Linked DNA regions of Mus musculus: region 1 is linked to region 2. The links are chromatin contacts, called in public HiChIP or PLAC-seq maps. All regions are on one chromosome and are shown on one strand. Each heading gives the region's core, a stretch centred on a gene start, on an enhancer-like site or on the middle of the called end of the contact. The rest is flanking DNA. Distances are from core to core; before and after follow the strand shown.

What was found. HiChIP or PLAC-seq counts read pairs in DNA pulled down with a chosen protein or histone mark.
Region 1: a contact with region 2 is called in an H3K4me3 HiChIP or PLAC-seq map of the SCID.adh cell line, with 12 read pairs. The contact joins two enhancer-like sites. A contact is called at or near these places in 2 of 115 datasets of contacts at active chromatin or transcription factors (the SCID.adh cell line and embryonic stem cells).

Annotation. Positions count from the first base shown.
Region 1 is chr9:103,736,998-103,741,900 of GRCm38.p6, reverse strand. The region is part of intron 2 of Tmem108 (transmembrane protein 108); the gene reads left to right. Among named protein-coding and RNA genes, the nearest start is that of Gm46129, 18 kb to the right of the region's middle. Within about 2 kb of position 1,595, at least 41 of the 459 cell types and tissues checked have an H3K27ac peak or open chromatin away from gene starts, as enhancers often do. A contact at or near this core is called in the SCID.adh cell line, where this site is marked.
Region 2 is chr9:103,669,040-103,673,773 of GRCm38.p6, reverse strand. The region is part of intron 2 of Tmem108 (transmembrane protein 108); the gene reads left to right. Among named protein-coding and RNA genes, the nearest start is that of Gm46129, 50 kb to the left of the region's middle. Within about 2 kb of position 2,848, at least 10 of the 459 cell types and tissues checked have an H3K27ac peak or open chromatin away from gene starts, as enhancers often do. A contact at or near this core is called in the SCID.adh cell line, where this site is marked.

The DNA of each region.
Region 1 (4,903 bases), core at 346-2,845, 69 kb before region 2:
CCAGATGGTGGTGGGCTTGAGTTCCTCCTACAGATACACCCCACCAGCAAGATGAAGCCTGTCATCTTTCACATTCCCACTTTGGTACCAGTCTGCATCAGATGGCATGTTCCCAACACCCTTATATAGCAGTGCTCCATCCACAGCCAGTCAGGACCAGGCGAGCGAGCCTTAAGCCTGCCCTATCCTGCCTCTGTGAAGCTCACTTCTGTAACTCTCCCCAGGCTGCATTCTCTTTCCATCCCAAGTGTAGCCTGGTGGATTTAATAAAAGTCTGCACGTGGTTAGTTTCTCCCTGAGTATTTTCTGTCACCTGCCTATGTATCTTATATTATTTTCTTCCTGCTTTAGAGGGGATTTTTTTTTTTAGTAGAAATGTTAGAGATAATTGGTAACAGAGATATGATTCTTTATTTCTGGTCATACTAGGAAGCTGCCTGTTAGCTATAGGGATTTTATATCTTTTTCTCTTTAGTTTTCTCTCCAGTTCTGTCTGCCCTGACTGTTAGAAGAGACCCAGTTTTCTCAAGGAAAAAAGGGGATGCTATTAGCTTTTCTGATCAAATGATTCCCTATTTTGTTATACTTTCTAATGTACTGTGAGATGTTTAGCATCCCTAAATACTACCTTCTCATACTATTCTAGCCAAGTCATCGTGCCAACTAATTTCTAAATAGTTATCATCGAGAAAAGCATTGTTGGAGAGATGAGCTTGAGTGTACGCCTCTTAGGTAGGAAGGGGGTAGAGGTGAAGCAAAGTCCTCTAAGGATGAAGGTTTAGCCTTGCCAGACCTCGTGCAGTTAGGGCTTCTGGGAGGAGCAGGAAGACCTCTCTTGGCCTATTGTAGTTCAAGGCTATGTCTATACTGACTGTACTTGGTTGGCCCATGTTTTACTTCTTGGTCATTAACTTGGCTCAGCATTTTAGTTTGAGGTTCTCTTAGGTCCTTCTGTTCTTAGTCTTCTTTCTTATATCTATTAATTGAGCTGATGACTGATATAGATCAGCCCCCAAAGAATAGAAGGAGCATTATAGTTGTATAGGAACTCATTCACAGTCCTGCAGGGACCATCATCCCTGCTGGTCAAAACTGTCCTTACTGGCAATTTTAGGGATGCCGGTGCTCTCTGTTGGACTAATGATCTGTGGCTCTGCATAGCTGACTAATGATCTGTGGCTCTGCATAGATGACTTCTGTAAAGATGACAGTCCTGCAGCTTTCCTGGACAGAGGTAGTGCAGTATGCTAACTGAACAGGAGACCCTTCTCTGGCTTACAGACCCTGAGTTCTCACTCCTAGCTAGAATTATAAACAGAATTTGGAGTTTGGGGTGAAATAAAGAATCAGAAGATTAGGCAGAAGGAGAAACCCCACATCCACAGCAGCTATTGTGAAGGGGTCCGACTGCATTCTTCCTCTGGCAGTCTGGGTGTCTCGTGGTGCAGAGCGTTGGGGAGATCACTGGGGTGGGTGGTTGGGAAGTGAGAGTTGTGGTTTCCATACAGATGTGGTTTTTTTTCTCTTTTGCATCTGTCAGATGTGACTCTTTCAGCTAACCACGTGTCCCCCAGGAATAATAGCTAGGTGGCTGTCTAAATGTTGAAAGACGTTTTGACATCTTTGACAAGTGTTACTCAACAGCTGGGTGTGTAAGATTCCAGCTCTGATCAACGAAAATAACGTGCCTTTTTACTCTAAAAATAAATCACACACAAGTGTCGTTCCGTGGAGAACGACTGACTCGACTGAAACGGGCTTAATTTTGTTTTATACAGTGCATTTTGTCAAGCCCTGACCCTCAGGCGTTCCTTTCTTTGGGACCAGTGGTTGAGTGGCTTTGTAAGGGAATACATTCTGCTATCACAGAAGGCACAGTCTTTATTTCTGACTCTCCATCAGTGCAAGGATGGTCTCGGCTCCATTTGGACCCACACAGCTGTGAGTGAAGTGATCTGGGGGCAGTACAAATAACCCAGCATTCCATTGAATTCCTGTAAGGTTCTTAAGACTTCTCTTCAAGCAGCCAGATCACGGGACAGAGGGTCTGTATTTTCTTTAAAAGGGACACAGCTCTTGTTGAAAGAGGATCCAAAGAAAGGGGATTCAGCAGGGCTTCTCTGAGTGCCCTCTGGAGAAAGAATGTCAGTAGTTATCAAAGGGTGGCCAGGACCAGTCTTCTCACTCGGCTGCTGACTGCCAAGGCAAAAGAGCAGGTCTAAATCATTTGCTCCAGTTTCTCTTCTGACTCTAGGACGTTATCTGTCCCATTTATTGAATTAAAAACAATGTAAAATGGGAATATATAGAATTCTTCTTAAGGAAAACACACACACACACGTGTGTGTGTGTGTGTGTGTGTGTGTGTGTGTGTGTGTATGAGGGTGTGCCTGTATATGTCTGTGCGAGTGTCTGTGTGCACACTCATGCATGTGCGTGTTTAAGTACTAAATAGTACCAGAAGATTAAAGTCTTTTTAAAATTTAAGGACTCACTAATCTTGCAGCATAAACTAAAAATAAAGTAACTGAAATGTGTGCAAGTGCCGCCATTTTTATAGCAAAAATAAAACAAAATTACATGAGTTCTCATAGACTCAGGAATTAATTTGCAATCCCTTGGCGCAGATGCTGTAGTGACAGTAAAGACAGCTGCTCTCTACCGGGTGTAAAGAGATTCTGAGAGATGAAATGAGTGTCCAAGCTCCTGAATCTTTTACTCCATTCCTGCCATACACGTTATGAGGCTCCCAGGAGCTTAAGTGTCCCAGGGAACATGGATTTGGGGTAGATGCTTCTTCAAGCATCATACACTGAGACCCCCCAGCCTGGAGGGACCCAACCCATCCTTTGAGACACAGAAGGAGATGCTAGACCCTGCTCAGCATTTTTCTTTGAGTCTAAAATTGAGTCTTGGCCTTTGCCTTTCAAAGACGTGAAGCGTGGCTGCTCTGTTGGCCTAAGACCCATCCCTGTCAACACACCCATTAGAGCACCTCTTGAAGACCAGGAGGCAGGCTGGCAGCCATGGGAGTGTTTCCTCTGGACATGGTACTTTGCCATTGGAAAGAACCTGGTGGAGCATTCTGAAACATTCCCTCATTGGTATTGTATTAGCATCGTGTTTGCCGACAGTTTAATGATAATGTGTTATTTAGAAGCCTTCCACTCAGAACGTGATGTGTTTTTCTCAGGAGATCCCATATTAATATGGCCCTGAAGCTAAAAAAAAAAAGATGGCTTTATTCTATGAGAATTTTATACAACATATTTTGATCTTATTTACACTCCCACTCCCCCCTCTAACTGCTCCAGATCTACCCACTGCTTCCTATCACTCAACTTCTGACTTCACTTCTTCTAATAAGCCATTGCATCCAGTTTATGCTGCCCATTGCCTTGTGGTTGTGGGGCTGTCTACTAGAACATGGTTGACCTACCCAGGGGCCACACCATTGACAAAAACTAATTCTTCCTCTCCCAGAAGCCATCAACTATCCATAGTTCCTCAGTTGGGGATAGAGGCTTCTGGGCCGTTTCCCACGCTGTGCTGGAATGCTGACTGGCCTGATCTCGTGCAGGTCTTGTGCAGACATTCACAGCTGCTCTGGGTCCATGGGTGCAGTGGTCCTATCAATCATGTGCAGAATGGGTGCAGTGGTCCTATCATGTGCAGAAGACACTGTTCTGCTCCTGTCCCCAGCGGCTGGCTCTTACAGTCTTTCTGGTCCCCCCTCTTACGGGCTTTAGGATGACACAGATTTATTTGTGAGTAGCATTTTATCGTCTCTTTCTCTACAGTGTCTTCTCATACTTCTTTGCCTCTTCCTTCTGACTATCTTATTTAGTCTCTTTCATTGATTTCATCATCTTTGCTTTGCTTCTGCAGTTAAAAAAAAAAGAAAAAGAAAAAAAAGAGAGAGAGAAAACTTTTGTTCCACAGTTCTGTGGTTTCAGTGGACTGGACAGTGCCTCCTGAATAGACAGAAGGCTCTCCACAGGTAGACCCAGTGCCCTTTGCTGATCTCTTCTGTTCTTTCTCCACAGAAACTCGTCCTTAGACCACAAAGCTGAGCCTTGATCCTATTTTCCCCTCTGGACATTGGAATGCCTTACTATTTTCTTTTCAGTGGCCATGTATGGCATGACTTTGACACACTGGCCAAATAAACCCGTGAGATGTCCTGTGTTTATCAGATTTTAGAACTGTGACTTTGGGCAGAAGGTTTGCTGTCTCTGGGCCTTCATATTTTCTGGTTGGGAACTCCAGTACTTAAAACCTTGCAGAATGTTTGTGATCATGGAAGCTGTGGTTGTTTTCTGCCTGTCTGGCATGGGGATCTGGATATGGGCTTGTTGATGAAGCTACTGAGACTCACAGTTGCAGAAGGGCTGACATCACCTGCCATGAGTAGCCATGCTACCTACTATGCTCACAGTGTCCCTGAGTATACTGCCTGTGAGAGGGTCCCAGACCCCACCCCCGTCAGTAAGCTATTCACACTTGCTTTGACTTTTCCCTATGAGTTTAAAAAGTTTGCCCATGGACTCTCCTGGTGTCTTTGTCTGTCTGCCCACATTAGAAACTGACTGTTGTCCATGGCTATATTGTACAATTTAGGGGCAAATGTATGTTTCCTTTCATGTAAGGTGAGATTTATTGTGAAGACTAAATATTGAGCTAACAGCTGTCATCGCCAAAAAATGTTACTGGAGTTTTCATGATAAAAGCTGGATTCCAGCAGCTTCCAGTATACCAGTTAAAGAGATAAGAAATATTGAAAAACAGAGAAAGCTCACTGTTGTCACTTCAGGAAAGGGAGCAACAGATGAAGATGTCCAGGAAGTCCCCAAGTCCATTTCTAGGTTAGGGACACAAGGTAAGTTGAGTGTAAGTAGATGCC
Region 2 (4,734 bases), core at 1,599-4,098:
TATATATATACATATATATATATATATGTGTGTGTGTGTGTGTGTGTGTGTGTGTGTGTGTGTGTGTGTGTGTGTATTCTTCCCTGTAGTTTTCAGTTTTTCTGTTTCCCTAGCATTTTTATTGTAGATCCACAAGACCATAGTTTAGCAGGCATGCCCTCTGAGGTATGGGTGATACCCAGTTATTATATAAATTCTACAAAGAAGAGTACTTTTCATACTGACTGCTTCTAAGGAATTATTATTCTTATTTAATGATGAACAAATGGACAGAAAATGAGAGAGGAAATTGGGCTGTTATCAAAATCTACTTATTAAATAAAGATTGCATATGGCATTATATATTTTTACTTGTTTTTAAAGGTATGTCTAAGCTATGTCTTACTCTGGGAGTGAGCTAGGCTCGTGGTTGGTGGTCTGTAGGCACATGGGTACCATTTTTCTAAATGCTCTTTAGCAGTTTTCAGGGACTGTGTCATAGAAAAATGTGGGCCGTAGTTCATATGTGTGATTTCATTACCGATAAAATCAAACCTAGCATTTGCCCACGCTGTCTTAAGAAGTCCATTCAAGGGCTTTGAAAGTTAAGGTTAGAAGAGGCAGGGCTGTGGCATGCTTGTGATTCTGTCAAATGTTCTCCCAGATTAGAAGAGCAACCTTTTAGGCAATGATTAACTTGTACTGTGGATACATGCTGCCTGCAGAGTTTGTGGCTATCATTGGTCTTCTTGGGAAACATTGTAAGCAATAATTAGAGCGTGTAATAGGTATTTGTCATGAGACAGTAGAGAAATACACAAGATGACTTAGGAGCCAAAGAGTCTGGTTGTACTGGGTTGGTTCCCCCCCCCAACCTAGGCACATTAAGTTTTGTTGTTTTTTTTTTTTTTTTTTAAAGAAGTTACCTTCCATGAAGACACTGTTTAGATGATATCATATTTTAATTTGATGATGCTAACCTTGGAGAAAGTTGGAGCTTTCCTATAAAGGTCTTCAGTGCATTCAAAATATAAAAACAGGCTCCTTGCATGATTTTAGCATTGGTTTTCTGAAGTGACCTTCCTGATGGAAATCATTGAGAGGGAATCTCAGCTTTCACGTGTGTTGGGGACATATATCGCATATGTTTGTAAGGGAAGAACATGCCCAGATCATATTCTACCCTCTAGGTGTTGCTACAGAGAAGAATGTCTACCAGGAGTTTGGATTTAGAGCTTTATTCAAAACTCAGAACCTTCCAGGTCTTCCAAGAAACTGTTTATATTTGTTTATTCCCATATCTTTGCCTAAACTGTAACCAGGGAGTAAAAGTTGAATGTATTTAATGATGGCTTGATACATGGACACAACATTAATCAAGTCAATTTACACGTCTGTTACCTCATCATCTTACCATTTTTTATTTGCTTGTATGTAAATATATTTAAAGAACTTCAGGTTTAGCATAGTAAATTTTAAATCTATGATATATCCTTGTTACTAGTTGTGATAAGTAACCTTAACTGGTAACTTGAATTGAGTGTGGAATTACCTAGGAGACACACCTCGGGGTGTGTCTGTGAAGGCATTTCCAGAGAAGTTTAAATCTGAAGAGGGAAGACTATCCTAAATGTGGGTGATTCTAGACTGAAAGGGGGTTGAGCATCAGCCTCAGTCTCTCTTCTTTCTGACTGTAGCCACAATGTAACTAATGACCTCAGGCTTCCACACTATCTTTCTCTGCCAAGATGGACTGTGTCCCTCAGAACTGTGAGCCAGCATTACTCTTTACCTTTAACTGTTTTGGTTAGGTATTTTATCACTGCAGTGAGTAAAATATCTAATACATTAACAGTAGTTACCATACTGAACATTTGATCCCCAGAATGTATTCAACCTCTAGTGGAACTTTTTTGTCTAAGTTCTTCATTTTCCCCATGGCAGCCACTCATCTATACTGTTTCTGAGTCCAACTTCTTTAAAGTTCACAGAGTATATAATAGTCATCAAATAGTAAAACAGTAGTTATCTTTCTGTGCTTGCCTTATTTTGGTTGATGTTACATCCCCAGATTCTCCCATGTTAATCCCCTATATTGTAAAGACTGGATAATGCCCTGAGTATATGCCACATTGTCTCTGATCCACTTATCTATTGATGCATTTATTGATGGACACAGGCTGTTTCTGTATCTTGGTTATTGTGAAGAGGGCTGCAGTGAACTCTTTGTTGAGTGTAGGTGTCTCTTTGACATCCTGATTGATTTCCTTTGGGTGAATAAATACCGAGTAATGGGATGCTGCTGGATCATATTCTAATTCTCTTTTTAGCTTTTTGAGATGTCCAATACTATCTCCCATAATAGCTCTATCAATTTGCTTTCCCACCAACAGCATACAAGCCTTCCCTATTCCCTATACCCTAACTGGCACTCACCTATTTTGCTAATAGCCCACCTAGAGTAGGAGGTGCCTCACTGTGGATGTTATTAGCATTTCTCTAACAATTAGTAATGTCAGGCACCTTCTCCAGACCTGACAAAAGGGCAATTAAAGTTCTGTGCCCCCTGCCCTTGGAATTGTTTTGGAGAAAGATAGAATCCAGTCTGGACTTGAATGCTATGGAAGCCCTGGCTGGATTGAACTTCTCGTCCTCCTGCGTTCAATTTCTGAGAGCTGAGATTACAGGTCTGAGCCAGCATCCTTGGATCTTGAAGATTCTTTATTGTTGTCCTTTTTGCTGTTGAGTTGTGTGATTCCTGATGCACTTCGAATGTTGCTGAGTCATGGTTCCTCATGTACTTCACATGTCGCTGAGTCATGATTCCTGATGCACTTCAAATGTCGCTGAGTCATGATTCCTGATGCACTTCAAATGTCGCTGAGTCATGATTCCTGATGCACTTCGAATGTTGCTGAGTCATGGTTCCTCATGTACTTCACATGTCGCTGAGTCATGATTCCTGATGCACTTCAAATGTCGCTGAGTCATGGTTCCTGATGCACTTCACATGTCCCTGAGTCATGATTCCTGATGCACTTCGAATGTTGCTGAGTCATGGATCCCCATGTACTTCACATGTTGCCCTCCTCTGGGGTAGCTGGTGGCTTTCTACACTTCTGCAGGATACAGTTTGTCATCATCCCTTTTCCTGTGAGCAACTCAATAGTTTGAAGTTCTGCTTCTTTATTTTTGCTTTGGGAGTCATAGCCTAAGACCACAGTTCCTTTCTATAACCCCTGTTACCTAAAACGTGAGACGAGCCAGATTATAGGTCCTTAAAGTACTTTCAAGTCCAAGAACTTAAGGAGTCCAGCTTTTGATGTTCATTTTTATTACTACAAAATTGTTTATTGTTGTGCGCGGGTGCGTGTGTGCATGTGTGTGTCTCTGTACACATGTGCCTGTGTGTGCCTGTATGAATTATGTATGTGTGTGAGTGTGCCTTTGTGTGTGTGTATGTGTGTGTTTGTGTATGTGTGCGCACACATACACATTTGTCTTGCTGTATCTCTAGCTCATCACCTAATTCAGGACAGCAAGGTGCTCACAAACTACTTTTTGAATAAACCAACGAACCAACAAGCATACAAAAGATTGAACACATGAGCAGTATTGATCTGAAGCAGGTACTGACTTTCCATACCATGTCTCAGAGGATTTACAGTGGGAAAACCACCATCGAACTCAAACTGTCCTACATCTATGTGTGCTGTGAAGCACAAATCAGCTTTGTAGTTATTATGTGCCACAGGGAACAAGAAATTCTTTAAACTAGAAGAAGTCTAATAGAAACTTGGGGGAGAAGGAGTCACTGACATTCAACTGGGAATTTAATTCTGGAAATAAATGATAGTAATAAAACTAAACTTAAAAGTTTATGAACGAGGGGCTGGGTAGAGGGGGGGTGTCAGTGGGTAAAATGCTAGCCAGGCAAGTATGGCAAGCTGAGTTTGAATCCCCAGAACCCATGTAAAACACCGTGTGTGGAGGCACAAGCCTGAAGCCCCAGCAGTGAACGAAGGAGGCTTGTTAACCACCAGAGTAACCAAAATGTCAAACTTCAGATTCAGTGAGAGACCCTGTCTGAAAACATAAGGTGGAAAGCTATAAAAGAAACCCGAAGTTGACCTCTGGCCTGTACATGTACATGTATCTGCATGTACACATACATCATACGTGTATACACACACACACACACACACACACAACTTATTATTTAATGTAATGAAGCATTGATAGATCTAGATATATACATGTATGTATTTTCCCCTCTGTGCTTGGAAATCAATAGAACCATTTTTTACACGTACTAAATTTTTTAATGGCAGGTTGTCAAATAAATGACACTTTACCTGTCACTTTACCTAATCGAGGTTTCAGTGATTAACCATTCCACAGCATCTCCATATCCTGATTCCCTCCTATTGCATTAGTCCCTTTCAGAGGCAGAGTAGGAAAAGGACACGAGAAAAGGACAGGGAGAACTGAAGGCCACACAAGGCAGACCAGACCAGAGTCGGTCTCTCCTCGTCTCCGCTTGGCCTGTGCACACCACGTGATGGCTAATGCCTCTACTTGGTTGCTTTGAGATCAGAACAGTGACTGCCTTCTTATGGCCATGGCTTGATGAGAGCAGAACACTCAGTCCCACCAGGATCTCGGCTTCCCGTTAGATACACGAGGCAGGAGAAGGTCTCCAGCTCTTCAGCCACAAAGCCTTTGAAGAACCACATTGGTTGCTAAGGAACAGCG